Regions from separate parts of the Mus musculus genome. Here regions 1, 2 and 3 are each linked to region 4. The links are chromatin contacts, called in public HiChIP or PLAC-seq and Micro-C maps. All regions are on one chromosome and are shown on one strand. Each heading gives the region's core, a stretch centred on a gene start, on an enhancer-like site or on the middle of the called end of the contact. The rest is flanking DNA. Distances are from core to core; before and after follow the strand shown. Region 1 overlaps Tln1 (talin 1). Region 2 holds the start of Glipr2 (GLI pathogenesis-related 2). Region 3 holds the start of Ccin (calicin). Region 4 holds the start of Stoml2 (stomatin (Epb7.2)-like 2).

Region 1 (3,272 bases), core at 363-2,862, 520 kb after region 4:
CCTCACTACACCCTAAGGCAACCATCCATCCCTGGCACCCCTCCCACTGTATCCACCATTTATCCTTCCAGACCCTGCCCAGATCCCCAGCCTCACCTCCAGGCGCTGCACCAACTTCTTCTTGATGGCGTTCTGCGCAGCTGCATTGGTGGCCATGCGAAGCCCCTCAGCTGCTTCACGCAGTCGCTGCTGCTGTTCCTCACTGTCAGGGTGGGCGGCTGCTCCCTGAGAGGAGCGTCATCCACCATCACTTTGATTCAAATACACTCTTTTCTCAATCCTCTAAGTCCAGTTTAAAACTCATTTGTTTTCCTGATCTAATTTCGAATTACCTTCACTGAGGCTTTAACTGCTGAGAGCTGAAAACTGTTTCAGAAAGGACAGGTTGTGGGGTCCCCGGGTACCTCATTGCCACTAGGATGTGAATCTTTCACTGGAACTACGCCTGTCCTACAGAACTCTCCGTGTGATTAACTCAGTGTGAGCAGGCAGGCCTGGGGAGGGGAAGACTCTCTGGAGAAGGGACCTCAGGAATCTGTAGCAGTTGCAAAGCCCAGGGGACCTTTGGCGGGTGGTCCCCTCTGATGGTCTTTACACCTGGGGTGTCAATGTCTAATGTGATCCTATTCTGTATGGCTAGTGGAGACCTCTAAACCAAAAGGCTCTCTGCCTTCACAGGGTACCAAGAACAGAGAGCAAGCAGATGTGGCAGCAACCCAAGGAAAGTGGGGACAGCAGACCTTCAACATGAAAGAAGAATGCGGACCCCCATGGTCAGAGTGCACTGTGAGAGTCAGTCACATGGCTATATGCTTGGCTGGTGGCCGACCTGCAGGCTGGGAGCCAGGACCTTCCTGGCAGTTTCCTTATCTATTCTCTTCTACTTTCTGCTTTCCTGGGGTGGGTCATCCCATCAGACAAGGCCCTAGCTGGCCCTCTCCACTCCCACCTCCCCTTCAGGGTCTGTAGAGAAACCGACTTTGTACCTTGGCCGCCTCCACCATCTTGGCGGTGGCATCAGCGAGGATCTTGGCAGCACTCAGGAGCTTTCTAGAGTTCTCCAGATCACTCTCCCCCTCAGCATCGGCCTTGATAGCATTGACCAGGTCTGAGGTGGCTTGGGCCAGGATGCGGGCCTGGCGCACCATCTCCCCTAGAACACAGGAGAGCCGCAGGTAAGAAAGCCAGAGACACTGACAGAGGATAGGGAGGAGGGTGAGTGGGCTTTCCGGAACAGAGAAGAGACTGGCAAAGGTCTCAAACGATTTCCCCTGAGGTCCAGGTTCCTGGGTTAAGATCTCAGGACAGATCTCCCGGTGAGGTCCCATGAGAGGAAGGGCCAGTTTCCAGCTAGTATTTCTAGTGCATGTCTTGAGAGGATGAGGCAGTCTCCTTTGAGTGGTTCGGGGTAGGAAGCTGAAGTGGAGAGGCTAATTTCCCCGTCTCCTTCCCTGTTTACAAGCCTAGCTAGCTCTTAACCATGCACCTTGCCACCTACTACTGCGCATAAACTTGGTCTCTTTTTAAAGTGCGCCAAGGAAACAGAACAAGGCTTATACTTCTGCTTTACCAATGGGGAAGTGGAGGCTTTAGACTGACCAATGAGCCCAGAGGGACAGAGCTAGAAAGGCCACTGTGCTGATCCTCAGAGGCTGGGTGGCTGGATCTATAAGGTATGCCCATGGGTGTGGGGGACCCATGCCGGGGCTTTTGTTTCCCCGGAGGCGAGTACTCTTACCAGCATCACCCATGGAGCTGAAGATGTTTTCAGTGACGGTGAGGATGGTATCAGTGGCTTGGTCATACCGACCGGCAGGCCCAGCTCCGGTGGCGTGGGCCTTCACGTGCTGCAGCAGCTCATTGAGGGCCTGGGTGACAGCCGTGGCTGCTGCTCCTACCCCTCGAAGCAGCTGTCCATCTTCTGTAGCTGCTTGCGAGGCAGACACACAGCCCTCCACAGCTTTGGCCACCAGTCGCCCAGCCTCGACTAGCTGTTCTTGGCACACAGGTGAGCTGATTGTAGGTGCTACCACCTATGAGAAAAGAATTTCAGACATGCAGGCAACAGAGGAGCTGTGAGATGGGTCTCTGCAGTTTTCCTGGTAGTCACTGGGGTGGTGCTGAGGCCCCAGGAGTCAGAGATAGAATGAGAGGTTTGTGTACATATGCTGGTAATATTATTCAGAGGCAGGGGATACCGCAAATCTGGGCTCACCTTGGTACAGGCCACCAGCTGGGAAGTGGACAGAGCACATTGCGTAGCTGCAGCAATCACTTGGGTCTGAAGCCCGGAATCCTCTGTGCGCTGGGCCACACTCTTGGCCTTGAGGACCAGGGCGGCTGCAGCACTTGCCACTGCCTTTGCTAGCTGCATTAGAACATCCTGAGGGCAAGAAAGTGGCCAGTGAGACCTGAGACTGAACTTAGATAGAACCCACGGACACTTCTCACAGGCGTAAGCGGCTTCATTATTCCCGCTGATTCCAATCAGAGGACAGTATACGCACAAGCATTTAGAACCTATCCCAAGCCCCTCTACCTTGAGCACCCAGAAGGAGAGACGCTCACCGAGAACAAACCCTCACCAACAGAAACAGAATCTATACCAAAGGGAGAGAGGCATGAGGCGGATACACTCGGACAGTGATGGGGAGGGAGGAGCAGGCGGTACACTGGATGGGCATTTCCTATCTCCATGCTACTCAATCTCAGGGTGCAAGGAGTCATCTGCAGGTTTGGGAGCGAGACCCTGTCCTACCCTATCTGATTTCTTTTCTTCAACCCTGTCAGTCTAGGCCTCCCCATCTCCCATCATGTCTGTTCCCCTGGGAGGGTGAGGAAGAGGCGTGGAAGCGAGTGTATGCGGCTCAGAGAAGACCAAGCTGGGAAGGCCCAGGCCAGAGACCGTTACCGTAGGGGAATCGGGGGAAGATGGAGCCCCAGCCCCTCTGGGTACACACATCTGTATGGAAATCCAGGGTGAAAAGTCAGCTGAGGCAACTTGGCTGGGGTGGGGGAAGGGAAGGGGTAGCTCGAAGGACATCATCCTCAGTGTGGCAGGGGTGTCTTGAGATAGCTTAAAGCTGGGCTATGTACAGGGGAGTCAGGGCTAAGAACATCATCAAGGGCAAATTGAACCAGGGGATTACATTTGTTCTGAATTCTCACCCCCATGGGACTAGAAGTTCTCAGTATCATATCTGGAAACATGATTGGGCTGGTTTGGATAGGTCAATTCACAGAAAGAAGGACTAAGCTCTAGATTTCGGGTC
Region 2 (3,419 bases), core at 559-3,058, 930 kb after region 4:
GCCATCCTCAGCTACATGGCTAGTTTGACGTGAGCCCAGGCTAGGTAACAAAACAGAAATTGGGTTAATCTCTCCTCTTGGTGTCTGATCTTTGTTATGGCTTGTCTCTGGTCTTTGCTGGCTAAGGCATTACCTTCCTCTCCAGCCTCCCAGTTGCCCTTAGTAGAAATCAGCTTTAACGGCACTTCAGTCGATTTGGCACACTACCTGCATGCAGCTGGCAAAACCGGTGGACAGAGCACACGGCACACCAACCATAAACTGTACTGCCCAGAGGCAGGAATTTAGCCTAGCCAGATCTCCAGCCTGCTCACTCACCTTCTGGTGACACTTCTGTACATGGTGTACGTATGCCTGATGCTTGTCCTCTGCACGCAGTAGGCGGTTCCTCTGTGCTCAGCTGTCTCCTTAGGGCCTTGCAGTTCTGGTTCCTCTGAAATAGCTTTCTAGAGATTCTAGGTGTGACAGGGACTTTTCCTGGGTCATTTGACTATTTCCATCGGAATTTGTCGGCAAAATGGAACAGAGAATTGAACAGAGTCAGAATCCCAACCCAGCACTAAAAGCTCGTTTAAGTCAGATGAGTACCAGTATCCACTCTACTCCTGCTTGGAAGTGCTAGGATGTGGGAAGTGTATTTGCTGGCCATGGAGAGAGGGAATGGCTGGGGGGTGGGCGTGGGCGGGCGTGCATTTAGCTCTGCGCTAACCTACTGGATACATCTGAGCTCCGTGCTGCAGGGTCTGGCCAGGTGTGGTGGTACAGACCTGACCTACAATGGGAGGTACACCGAGACTCCATCTGACAAACAATAACCTAAAAGTAAAATACATTTAAATTCATAGAAATAGGTACTGCTGGGGGTGTCTGTGGTCACAGCACTAGGGAGGTAGAAGCAGGAAGATCAGAACTTTAAAATCATTCTCGGCTATGTAGGGCACAAAGGTAAAGTCTCACTGTTTAGACCAGGCCAATCTTAACTCACAGAGATCTGCGTGCTTCTGTTTCCCAAGTGCTAAGAATAAAGGCATGAGCCACCATGTCTGGCCCAAATAAATGTATCTTTTAAATATATATGTATCCAGGGAGGGGGAGGCAAAGTGTCCTTGTAATCTGTGAATCATTAACTTTTTATGGTGAGAAAAATGTGTTTTGAATTAACCAGGGGGTCTCGGTTTAGATGACGCCAACATGTGGGGGTGCTGGATCCAAACTCAGGTGGGGAATTTGGGTTGGTCTCAAAGGCAGTGGGGTTCAAGAGGATAGGTCCAAGTCGGGCAGCGGCACCACCCTGGGGCGGTTGGAGTTGGAGGGCCGGAAAGTGTTCAGTTACAACCTGGGGATGCATAGCGGGACAGGGTCCTAAGAAGCTGCGATTGGAGCATGGTGTCACTGGGAAGGGGAAGCAGAACTTTGGGGATCTGGGAGGGGGTGGTGTTGCCAAAGACTGAGTCTGGGAGGTTACCGACCCCTGGTGGCGCCGGAGGGAACCGTACCTCACCAGGCCTTCTCCAGGCGTCGGTCGCGCGGGAACCGTGGGGAACTACAGGGAAGGCGTGGACGCCCCTAGGTCTTGCGCGCGCACTTGCTGCTCTAGGAGACAAGGCACGCTCAGAATCAGCATTCGTATCCACATCTGGACCGCCCTAGCCAGCGGCGGAATCCCACCCGGCCAAATGAATTCTAGGGGTGGCCCCCTGCGCCTCCGCCTGCAGCTGCCTTTGCCTTATAAGGCGGGGCCGGGCGGCGCCGGGGGAGTGGCTGTGGCCGCCCCTGCCCCTCCCGGCCCCGGCCAGCTGCTGGGACCCCGCTAGCCAGCGCAGCGCAACGCAGCCGCAGCGGAGCGGAGGAGCGCACACAGCAGGCCATGGGCAAATCAGGTGAGCCACCCATACGGCCCTCCGGGGAGCGGGGATGACGCCTAGACCCTCGCCGTCACCCTGCCCCATCTGGAGCATGATCCCCTGGGAGCCCCTGGAAAGTCCCTGTCACTCTCGCTGCAATGCGGGATCCCTGGGTGCGGGATGGAGAGCGCGCATAGCAAAGTTCCGAGGAGCGGCTGTTTCTGGTTCAACCAGGGGGTGGGGTGGGTGGCGCGGAGGTAGCGGTAAGAACACCGGCTAGGAGAGAAAGAATGAGGGGAATGAGATGGAGGGTCCCTTTGGCTGCGAGCCAGGGATTGCGTCAGCGAGGGTTTCTAAGCGCTGATGGGGATAGCTGAGCCTGCCTAGGCGTGGCTATGCTTTGTCCAGAGGAAGACAAAGTTACAGTGGGAAAAAGACACCAAACCGTGGCAGCATCCCAGGCTGCGAAGCAACTAGTCTGGTTCCACCCAACTAAAGGCAGCTCTGAGACTCCTTTTCGTCTCCTTCTCGCTCACCTCCTGAGGCCCCTCCGTGCCAGGCTGGGTGCTGTGCAGAGCTACTTCCCCTGTGATCTCTGCCCTGCTGCCGCCCACCCTCACTCCTGTGGCTGTAAAGTTTACGTTTCTGAAAAGCCGTTTTCCTGTCGCTCCTTGTTTTTGTCACCTTCCACCCCATTGTCGGCTCTCTGGCCACTGACAGCACCCCCTCTGCCACACAGCTGCGCTGGCTGGCAGGCAGGCACTCAGGTCCTTTCCCCTCCGTGTCCCGGTCCAGTCTTCACTACTCCCATCATCCAGCCTGAAACCCTTCCCATCCTTCTGTGTTCAACTCCTGTGATAGCAGGGGGTCCCATCCATAATCTCTCCCTCCTCCTTCAGAGGGACAGCCCACACCCTGTGTCATTTGTTGTCACTCCTGCATAGATAAGGGACAGGTGGGCAATAGATCTTCTTGCCTCAGTTTCCTCCCTCGTGGGCATCAAGGCTTCCTATTTATTAGAATATCATCCGTGCCTCATGGGAGGCTCTAAAGCAGAGGCTCTCGACTTTGCTGATGCTACAACCCTTTAATTCAGTCCCTCACCTTCTGGCGACCCGCCTTCCACCATAAAATTACATTGTTGCTACTTCATAACTGTAATTTTGATATTATGATTCGGAATATAAATACTATATGATGTGTGGCCCCCCGGGGGGGGCAGTCACCAACCCCAGGGGGTCGCAGCCCACAGGTTGACAACTACTCAGTGGAGTCAGTGGGCTGTCAGCCTCAGGTGAGGATGGCTGAGTCCCTTCATGGAGCTGTCTATCCTCCAGGACCTAGACTCAAGAGATACATGGGGTGTGTGGTCTTTTGTGACCTGGTCCTAACTTGCTTTTCTTCCAAGTGACATGCCTGGCTTTCGATGCTGGACCTATTGATCATTTGCTATGTGATATTAAGCATATTTTTTCCTTCCTCCGTGCCTCAGTTTACCCATCTGTACAAAGACAGTGTCCCATATGATCCTTTGTAATGGAAAAAATATGCCGTGTAATTAAAAGAGCAAGATGA
Region 3 (3,436 bases), core at 215-2,714, 950 kb after region 4:
CCCTGTAACAAAAACAAACAAGCAAACAAACAAACTTTAAATTACCAAGTTCCTAGATAAGGAAAAGGCTAGGTGTGGGATGGAAAGATGAATGAGAATCCAAGCCAGCAAGAGGGCTGGAGAGTGGTGGGTATGGAGCTGACAGTCACTCTGGGAGGGGCGTTCAGGAGGACCAGAAGGTCTGGAGTGAGGCTTGGAGCCCACAGTGGAGATGGGGTCTGCAGTCAGGTCCTCCTGACCAGTACAAGTGACCATATGGCACGGTTCTTCCTAAGAGGTCCCAGGGTGGCTTTGGTCATACACCATTGCCGGGCTCTGTCCACATCTGTAAAATGAGAACAGGTGTGGGTCTGCCACACTGTGAGCCCCGGGTCCAGACGTATGAGTTTCAGAGTCGCTCCTACACAAAGGAGCCCTAGGCGGGACAAAGCAGGCAGAAAGGGACGCCCCGGGGCGGGTGAGTTTCCTCTCTACGCCATTGGAGAAGCTGAGCACGGAGGCGGCGTGCTTCTGGCCAGGAGGTGACCCTGCAGCGCCACCGTGCGGCCGAAGCAGGCTCCTATAACCCGTCGAGGGCTTCGGGGATGCCCACAGCTGTGGTTATATCAACTAAGAAACAAGAACTGGCATTTATTGGAACGTTTGCTGTAAGCTAAGCGCTGTGCCTGCTGCACTTTGAAGCGAGTATTCTCATCTCACAGAAGAGGAATCTGAGGCCTGAGTGAACTGGTCTAAGAAACTCGGAGTGGAGAGGCCGAATCAGGCATTTCCCCAGCATTTTACTAGATACTTGGAAACCTGGTATGGGAAGTTTCCAAACCTGGTATGGGAGGTTGGAAACCTGGTACTGGCGTTTCCAAGTCCTCCCATCTTCCTAGGGCTGGCTGGCCCCTCCATTTCTGCTCCAGTGAGTGTCACCCACTTCTCCATGAAAACTGTATTCTGACTACAGAGATCAGAAGCCAGAGGGTTTGTCTTCTCAGACGTCCAGGAACCTTGGTAGAAAAAAGGGCCTTCAGGGCCTAAGAATTGAACCATGAAAACTGTCTGGTCCCCACTTCCTGAAGGGGTGAAAGGGTTGTAACGCCCCACACTGTGGGAGTTCCAGGTTTGCTCTGCCTCTAACTGCCTCTGTGACAGGGGGAGTCCTTCCTCAGCAGGACTTCAGCCTTCTGGTTAAAAGGGAGGCTTCTAGATCATGGTAACCTCTCCTCCCACCCTAAATTTTCCCTCTCCACAGCTGCTCTCTGCCCCACCCAAACCAGTTCGAACATTCCCGGCGAAGCCGAGGACTGTGACTTGAAAGGCCCAGGGGGACACCGTGGCCCCATTCCAGAGCTTCCTCTGAAGCTCTGGGGAGAGAAAGGCCTGGGGGCGGGGAGGGGGCTACATTATGATGACCTCATCCATTCTATGACGTCACCCTCTCTCCCACGCCCACTCCTCTCTGGTCAGCTGCTCTGCAAACAACCATCAGTACAAACCCCAAAGGCCTGGAAAAGTCTGCCCTCCGGTACCTGCTACGAATCTTCTGTCTCGGCCAACAAGAAGCACCATGAAACTGGAATTCACAGAGAAAAACTACAACAGCTTTGTGCTGCAAAACCTGAACAAACAGAGGAAGCGTAAAGAGTACTGGGACATGGCCCTGACTGTGGACCATCATGTCTTCTTCGCACATCGCAACGTGCTGGCTGCCGTCTCTCCACTAGTGAAAAGCCTCATCTCCAGCAACGACATGAAGACCACCGATGAACTCTACATCACCATCGACCCCAACTACCTGAGCCCAGCCACGGTGGACCAGCTCCTGGATTACTTCTACAGCGGCAAAGTGGTGATCTCAGAGCAGAACGTGGAGGAGCTGCTCCGGGGCGCACAGTATTTCAATACCCCACGCCTTCGGATTCACTGCAATGACTTCCTTATTAAGTCTATTCGCCGCGTCAACTGCTTGCGCTACCTCTTCTTGGCTGAGCTGTTCGAGCTCAAAGAAGTATCAGACTTGGCCTACTCTGGCATTCGTGACAACTTCCACTTCTGGGCCAGTCCCGAGGGCTCTATGCACTTCATGCGCTGCCCACCCGTCATCTTCGGTCGCCTGCTCCGGGATGAAAACCTCCACGTGCTCAACGAGGACCAGGCGCTCAGCGCACTCATCAGTTGGGTGTACTTCCGGAAGGAGGAGCGGGAAAAATACTTCAAGAAGTTCTTCAATTACATCAATCTCAATGCGGTCTCCAACAAGACGCTGATGTTTGCCAGCAACAAGCTGGTTGGCTTGGAGAACAACTCTGCCCACGCGACCTTGATCGAAAGTGTCCTGATGGACCGCAAGCAGGAGCGCCCGTGCAGCCTGCTGAGCTACCAGCGGAAAGGGGCCCTGCTTGACTCGGTGGTCATCCTGGGTGGCCAGAAGGCCCACGGTAAGTTCAACGATGGGGTGTTTGCCTATATCATCCAGGAGAACCTGTGGCTGAAGCTCTCAGAGATGCCATACCGGGCAGCCGCGCTCAGTGCCACTGCTGCTGGCCGTTACATCTACATATCCGGTGGCACCACTGAGCAGATTTCAGGACTGAAGACAGCGTGGCGGTATGACATGGACGACAACTCCTGGACCAAGCTACCTGACCTGCCCATTGGGCTTGTCTTCCACACCATGGTGACCTGCGGGGGAACAGTTTACTCAGTGGGTGGGAGCATTGCCCCACGCCGGTACGTCTCTAACATTTATCGCTATGATGAACGCAAGGAAGCCTGGTGCTTGGCGGGGAAGATGAGCATCCCTATGGACGGGACAGCAGTCATCACTAAGGGTGACCGGAACCTGTACATTGTCACTGGGCGATGCCTGGTGAAGGGCTACATCTCCCGGGTCGGTGTAGTGGACTGCTTTGACACCTGCACGGGGGAAGTGGTCCAGTGTATCACCTTCCCCATCGAATTCAACCACCGGCCCCTGCTCTCGTTCCATCAGGACAACATCCTTCGTGTACACAGCCACCGGCAGAGCGTGGAAATCAACTTACAGAAGATCAAGGCCAACAAGTCGACAACCTCAGTACCTCTGTTGCCCAACAGTTGTCCCTTGGATGTATCCCATGCTATCTGCTCCATTGGAGACAGCAAGGTATTTGTATGTGGGGGTGTCACCACAGCCAGCGATGTCCAGACCAAGGACTACACCATCAATCCTAATGCTTACTTGCTGGACCAAAAGATAGGTGAATGGCAGACCCTTGCCTGCCCACCTGAGGCACTGGACTGTCCTGCCTGCTGTCTAGCCAAGCTGCCTTGCAAGATTCTTCAAAGAATTTAAACAACTTTTTAAGTGGGAGAATAAGTAAATGCATTATTATTCACAATTTAATGACAGAAAGCAAGGGAGGAATGTGACTTTGGATTCCTTTTAGTGGGGGGTCAATGCTTGGGG
Region 4 (3,254 bases), core at 294-2,793:
TACCCCAGCAGTCTGCAGCCTGGTTGATGGCATCCACAATGTTGGCATTCAGGGACTCACGCTCCTAGATGAACAGAACTTGTGAGCAGCACAAGTCAGTGTCTCTATCAAAAGCCTAAACTGGGAAGGCCCCTGGCTAACCTTGCTCCCCAGGAAAGAGTCAACAGTTTATGCACTTAAGCCCTTACTCCAGCCCAGATCCGCTTACCCGAAAAACTTTGTCCAGAGAGAGTTTGCCAAGCTCTGATCTCATAGTCGTCTGAGCTAACTGGGTGACAGCATACTCTGGGTCTTCCACACCGTAACTTGCCTGAAAGGGCAGGTATAGGATCAGAACTGAAGATGCAGGATTTTAAGGAAGAGGCAGTTCAGAAAACTAGATAAACCCAGGGCAGATACCTTGTAAGGATCCATGATGCGCAGATAAAGGACTCCATCTATTTGTAGTGTTACATTGTCTGCAGGAGCAAACAGAAGAGAAAAAAACTGTCGGTCAGACCTCTAAGTCCCAACCAGCTCTTTCTCCTAAGCCCTGGATCTATAGCAACCACATCCTAGCGCACTTAGCACATCCCTGTCACCCCATCGCTCTCACCAAGAGTTACGGCTGACTGCTCAGGCACGTTGATAACAATTTCCTTGAGACTCTGCACATACCGGATTCGGTCTAACACGGGGATCAGGACGTTCAGGCCCTGAGAAGAGGAGCCATAGATTCTCAGAAGGGTGAGGCTAGTAAACTTGAACTCTAAGCTAAGTCTGGAGTAAGTAGTAAGTCACGTATAAACATAGAGAAGCAATCCCTCCTATCATGGCCTCAAAGGCTGGGGTGTCACTGGTAGGGAAACCTAAGAGTACAAAAAGATAAGACTAGGCTTATGAATGTCAAGAATGGAAGCCAGCAAGAGCTGCTGCCTTTAGAGTATGGTAGCTCCAGGAATGAAGCCTATGGGTCACTAGGGTATTAGGAAAGCGGGGAAACACGGAGGTGGTGTTCAGGAGACTGGGCTCTGCTAGAACTGGTCCTCGCAGGTTAGAAGTGCAGACAGGCCCCGACGGAAGTCCCACTTCCACACGAGTAAACGATCAGACGATCTGGCTGGCTGAGGGCGGGCAAGAGAGGTTCTCACCGGTTCCAGGATCCGGTGGAATCGGCCCATTCGCTCCACCACCCAGGCCTCCTGCTGAGGCACAAACAGGATCACGGTGTTTCGGGGCAGTCCAGAGGAGGCGCGGCGCGGAACGCGGCCAGAAGCCTGCACCGAGCCCTGAAGGAAGACGAGAGTAGGCTGGGGACCAGGCGCGGATCCCTAAATCCCTCTCCCTAGATCTCGACACCCCCCCCAAGGGTCCCCGGAGAGTGATTCACGTGGGGACCATGACCTGTGACCACAGTCCTTCCCCCAAAGTTAGAAGCCCACTCCTTCCCAGCTCAAGACCCAGGTGATGTCGGTCCCGAGCCTCTGGTGAAGGTTGCCTCGCTCTCACCCTCAGCAAAAGGGCTCCAGTGCCCCGCGCCGCGCGCGCCAGCATTTCCCACAGCCTCGGCGACCTCCGGAACCAACGAGAGGTGGGGCAGAGCGGCCTCTTGTGAAGCCTGAACCCGAGCCCTTCCTTCAGCTGGTCCACTCCGCCCGACGTACTTCCGGCGTATTAGTCCACCCTCCCATCCCCACTAGTCGGCGTCCGTCAAATCGTTCCCTGGGAAACGTAGGCTTTGAAGAGAGAGCCCGAGAGTGCAAGTTTGTTCTGGTTCTCAAAAACTACGAAGCTCCTGGGCATTGTGGTAGAAATTGAGGCAATATTCCGTCCGCAAGTGGTACAGGAACACCGCCCACCAAATTCTGTACCCACAGCCGTGACTCAGTTTACCCTCCAGCTCGTGTATAACTGTCCTAATCTGTCACCATAACGACAATGGATTGGATTGGCGCTCAGTAGTTGCCCGTGGTTGCCATAGTGACATTCTTGGGTAGTCATGCTGTTGTGCCCAGCTCTCCCACTGGGGACTGACCCCATTCCCGTTGTCATGGTAACTAGGAGGCCTAACTTTACCTTAGGACTGGGCGGAGATTTCTCCCTTCCCTCTTTTCCCAAGGCATCAACAGCTCTTTTTCATATTTTTTTCTGAGCCAGAAACGGTCAGGCATGATCCCCTTACATACAGAGGGAAACAAAGAGCCTCAGCCTTTCATTTTTGTCTGAAACACATCAACCTTGCTCAGGTCTCTGACACTCTCTCAAATACAAGCTTTAAGAGGCCTGTATCCCCCCTCATCTCCTTCTTCTCATTCTCCTCCTCCTCCTTCATTTTACATATACAGACACTGAGGTTCTGATGGGGCTAAACTACAGAATCAGTGTAAGAATCCAGATTCTCAGAGTTTAGCCTCTGTAGCTTCACTTTACCCACCCAGCCCCCAGCACCTTATACAAAAAGGACTAAGACTATGGTCCAAGACTCAGCTCATCCCAGCCTAAGATCTCATGGGTTTGAGCTTGTTGCCAGAATTCCAGCTCCCTTTAGGCCCCACATCTCCATCCTCTTGAACACAAAAAAAAGTAGAGGTTAGTTCAAGTTTCCAAACAAGAATTTATTCTTTTTTTTTTCCTTAAAAAATGTACCAGGTACAATTTTTCCCATTTTTTTGTTTGTTTGTTTTGTTTTTCAAGTTTCAGCAAATGCTTGTTCCCCTCAGCCAAGCCCCAAGAGTTAAGGGTTGAGGCTGGGTCAGAGTCTTAAGTGAGGAGTGGAGTAACTGGGAACCATGTGACTGAATGAGGGGCACCCCTCATCCCAGCTGAGGTAGGTGGGTCAGAGTCTGGTCAGGTGAGAGGAGGTTCCCCAGTCCTTAGGCCTGACTCTGTCCCTGGACACCTTCCTCAGTCAGGACACCAAAGCAAGGAGACACAGGCAGGAGGAGAGGGACAAGTGAGTCTGAGCCCTAGGTAAGAGGTGGCTAAACCCCTGTGTTACACATACATGCACATTCTGTCTCTCTCTCACACACACACCCTACACAAACCCAAGTTTGTATGCACGCACACAGCTGTACACACACACACACACACACACACACACACCACACATACAGGCTTTCGAAGATGGGTTGAAGGGCAGGAAAGGGAAAAGGAATAGAGAAAGCCGAGGGAAGCTGAGTCTTTGGCTAAGTGACTCAGTTCCTCTGGAATAAACCCTCTGCCCTTAGCCAGAGGAGAGCAGCTCTCCCCTTGCCCCGACATCAGCTTCTTCA

What was found. A called contact is a pair of places that touch in the nucleus more often than the background predicts. HiChIP or PLAC-seq counts read pairs in DNA pulled down with a chosen protein or histone mark.
Region 1: a contact with region 4 is called in an H3K27ac HiChIP or PLAC-seq map of microglia, with 6 times the contacts expected there. The contact joins the enhancer-like site here to the promoter of Stoml2 in region 4. A contact is called at or near these places in 14 of 39 promoter capture datasets (the C10 cell line, the HPC-7 cell line, HPC-7-derived erythroid cells and 8 more), 1 of 15 datasets of contacts at CTCF or cohesin (large pre-B cells), 7 of 484 Hi-C or Micro-C datasets (CD8 T cells, embryonic stem cells, myeloid progenitors and 4 more), 20 of 115 datasets of contacts at active chromatin or transcription factors (SST interneurons, bone marrow-derived macrophages, embryonic forebrain and 11 more) and 5 of 9 other capture datasets (adipose tissue, embryonic stem cells, liver and 2 more).
Region 2: an H3K4me3 HiChIP or PLAC-seq map of bone marrow-derived macrophages shows a contact between it and region 4, with 10 times the contacts expected there. The contact joins the promoter of Glipr2 here to the promoter of Stoml2 in region 4. A contact is called at or near these places in 4 of 39 promoter capture datasets (the C10 cell line, the HPC-7 cell line, maxillary cranial neural crest and 1 more), 3 of 484 Hi-C or Micro-C datasets (the G1E-ER4 cell line, the N1E-115 cell line and erythroblasts), 4 of 115 datasets of contacts at active chromatin or transcription factors (bone marrow-derived dendritic cells, bone marrow-derived macrophages and embryonic stem cells) and 2 of 9 other capture datasets (adipose tissue and liver).
Region 3: a Micro-C map of embryonic stem cells shows a contact between it and region 4. The contact joins the promoter of Ccin here to the promoter of Stoml2 in region 4. A contact is called at or near these places in 2 of 484 Hi-C or Micro-C datasets (the N1E-115 cell line and embryonic stem cells), 4 of 115 datasets of contacts at active chromatin or transcription factors (bone marrow-derived macrophages, embryonic stem cells, memory CD8 T cells and 1 more) and 1 of 9 other capture datasets (adipose tissue).

The regions. Positions count from the first base shown.
Region 1 is chr4:43,545,764-43,549,035 of GRCm38.p6, forward strand. Tln1 (talin 1) reads right to left here. Exons shown (of 57, transcript NM_011602.5): 18 at 2,216-2,383; 19 at 1,739-2,033; 20 at 987-1,153; 21 at 97-225. Among named protein-coding and RNA genes, the nearest start is that of Tln1, 15 kb to the right of the region's middle. Within about 2 kb of position 1,613, at least 8 of the 459 cell types and tissues checked have an H3K27ac peak or open chromatin away from gene starts, as enhancers often do. A contact at or near this core is called in bone marrow-derived macrophages and microglia, where this site is marked.
Region 2 is chr4:43,955,894-43,959,312 of GRCm38.p6, forward strand. It overlaps Glipr2 (GLI pathogenesis-related 2), which reads left to right and starts at 1,809. Exons shown (of 5, transcript NM_027450.3): 1 at 1,809-1,880. The coding sequence starts at 1,868. It overlaps Gm30377 (a long non-coding RNA gene), which reads right to left. Exons shown (of 4, transcript XR_881223.2): 2 at 1,497-1,593; 3 at 319-490; 4 at 1-40.
Region 3 is chr4:43,982,040-43,985,475 of GRCm38.p6, forward strand. It overlaps Ccin (calicin), which reads left to right and starts at 1,465. Exons shown (of 1, transcript NM_001002787.2): 1 at 1,465-3,436. The coding sequence starts at 1,556. The coding sequence ends at 3,322.
Region 4 is chr4:43,029,841-43,033,094 of GRCm38.p6, forward strand. It overlaps Stoml2 (stomatin (Epb7.2)-like 2), which reads right to left and starts at 1,544. Exons shown (of 10, transcript NM_023231.2): 1 at 1,489-1,544; 2 at 1,131-1,268; 3 at 596-695; 4 at 400-458; 5 at 209-310; 6 at 1-64. The coding sequence starts at 1,533. It overlaps Fam214b (family with sequence similarity 214, member B), which reads right to left. Exons shown (of 9, transcript NM_001253353.1): 9 at 2,574-3,254.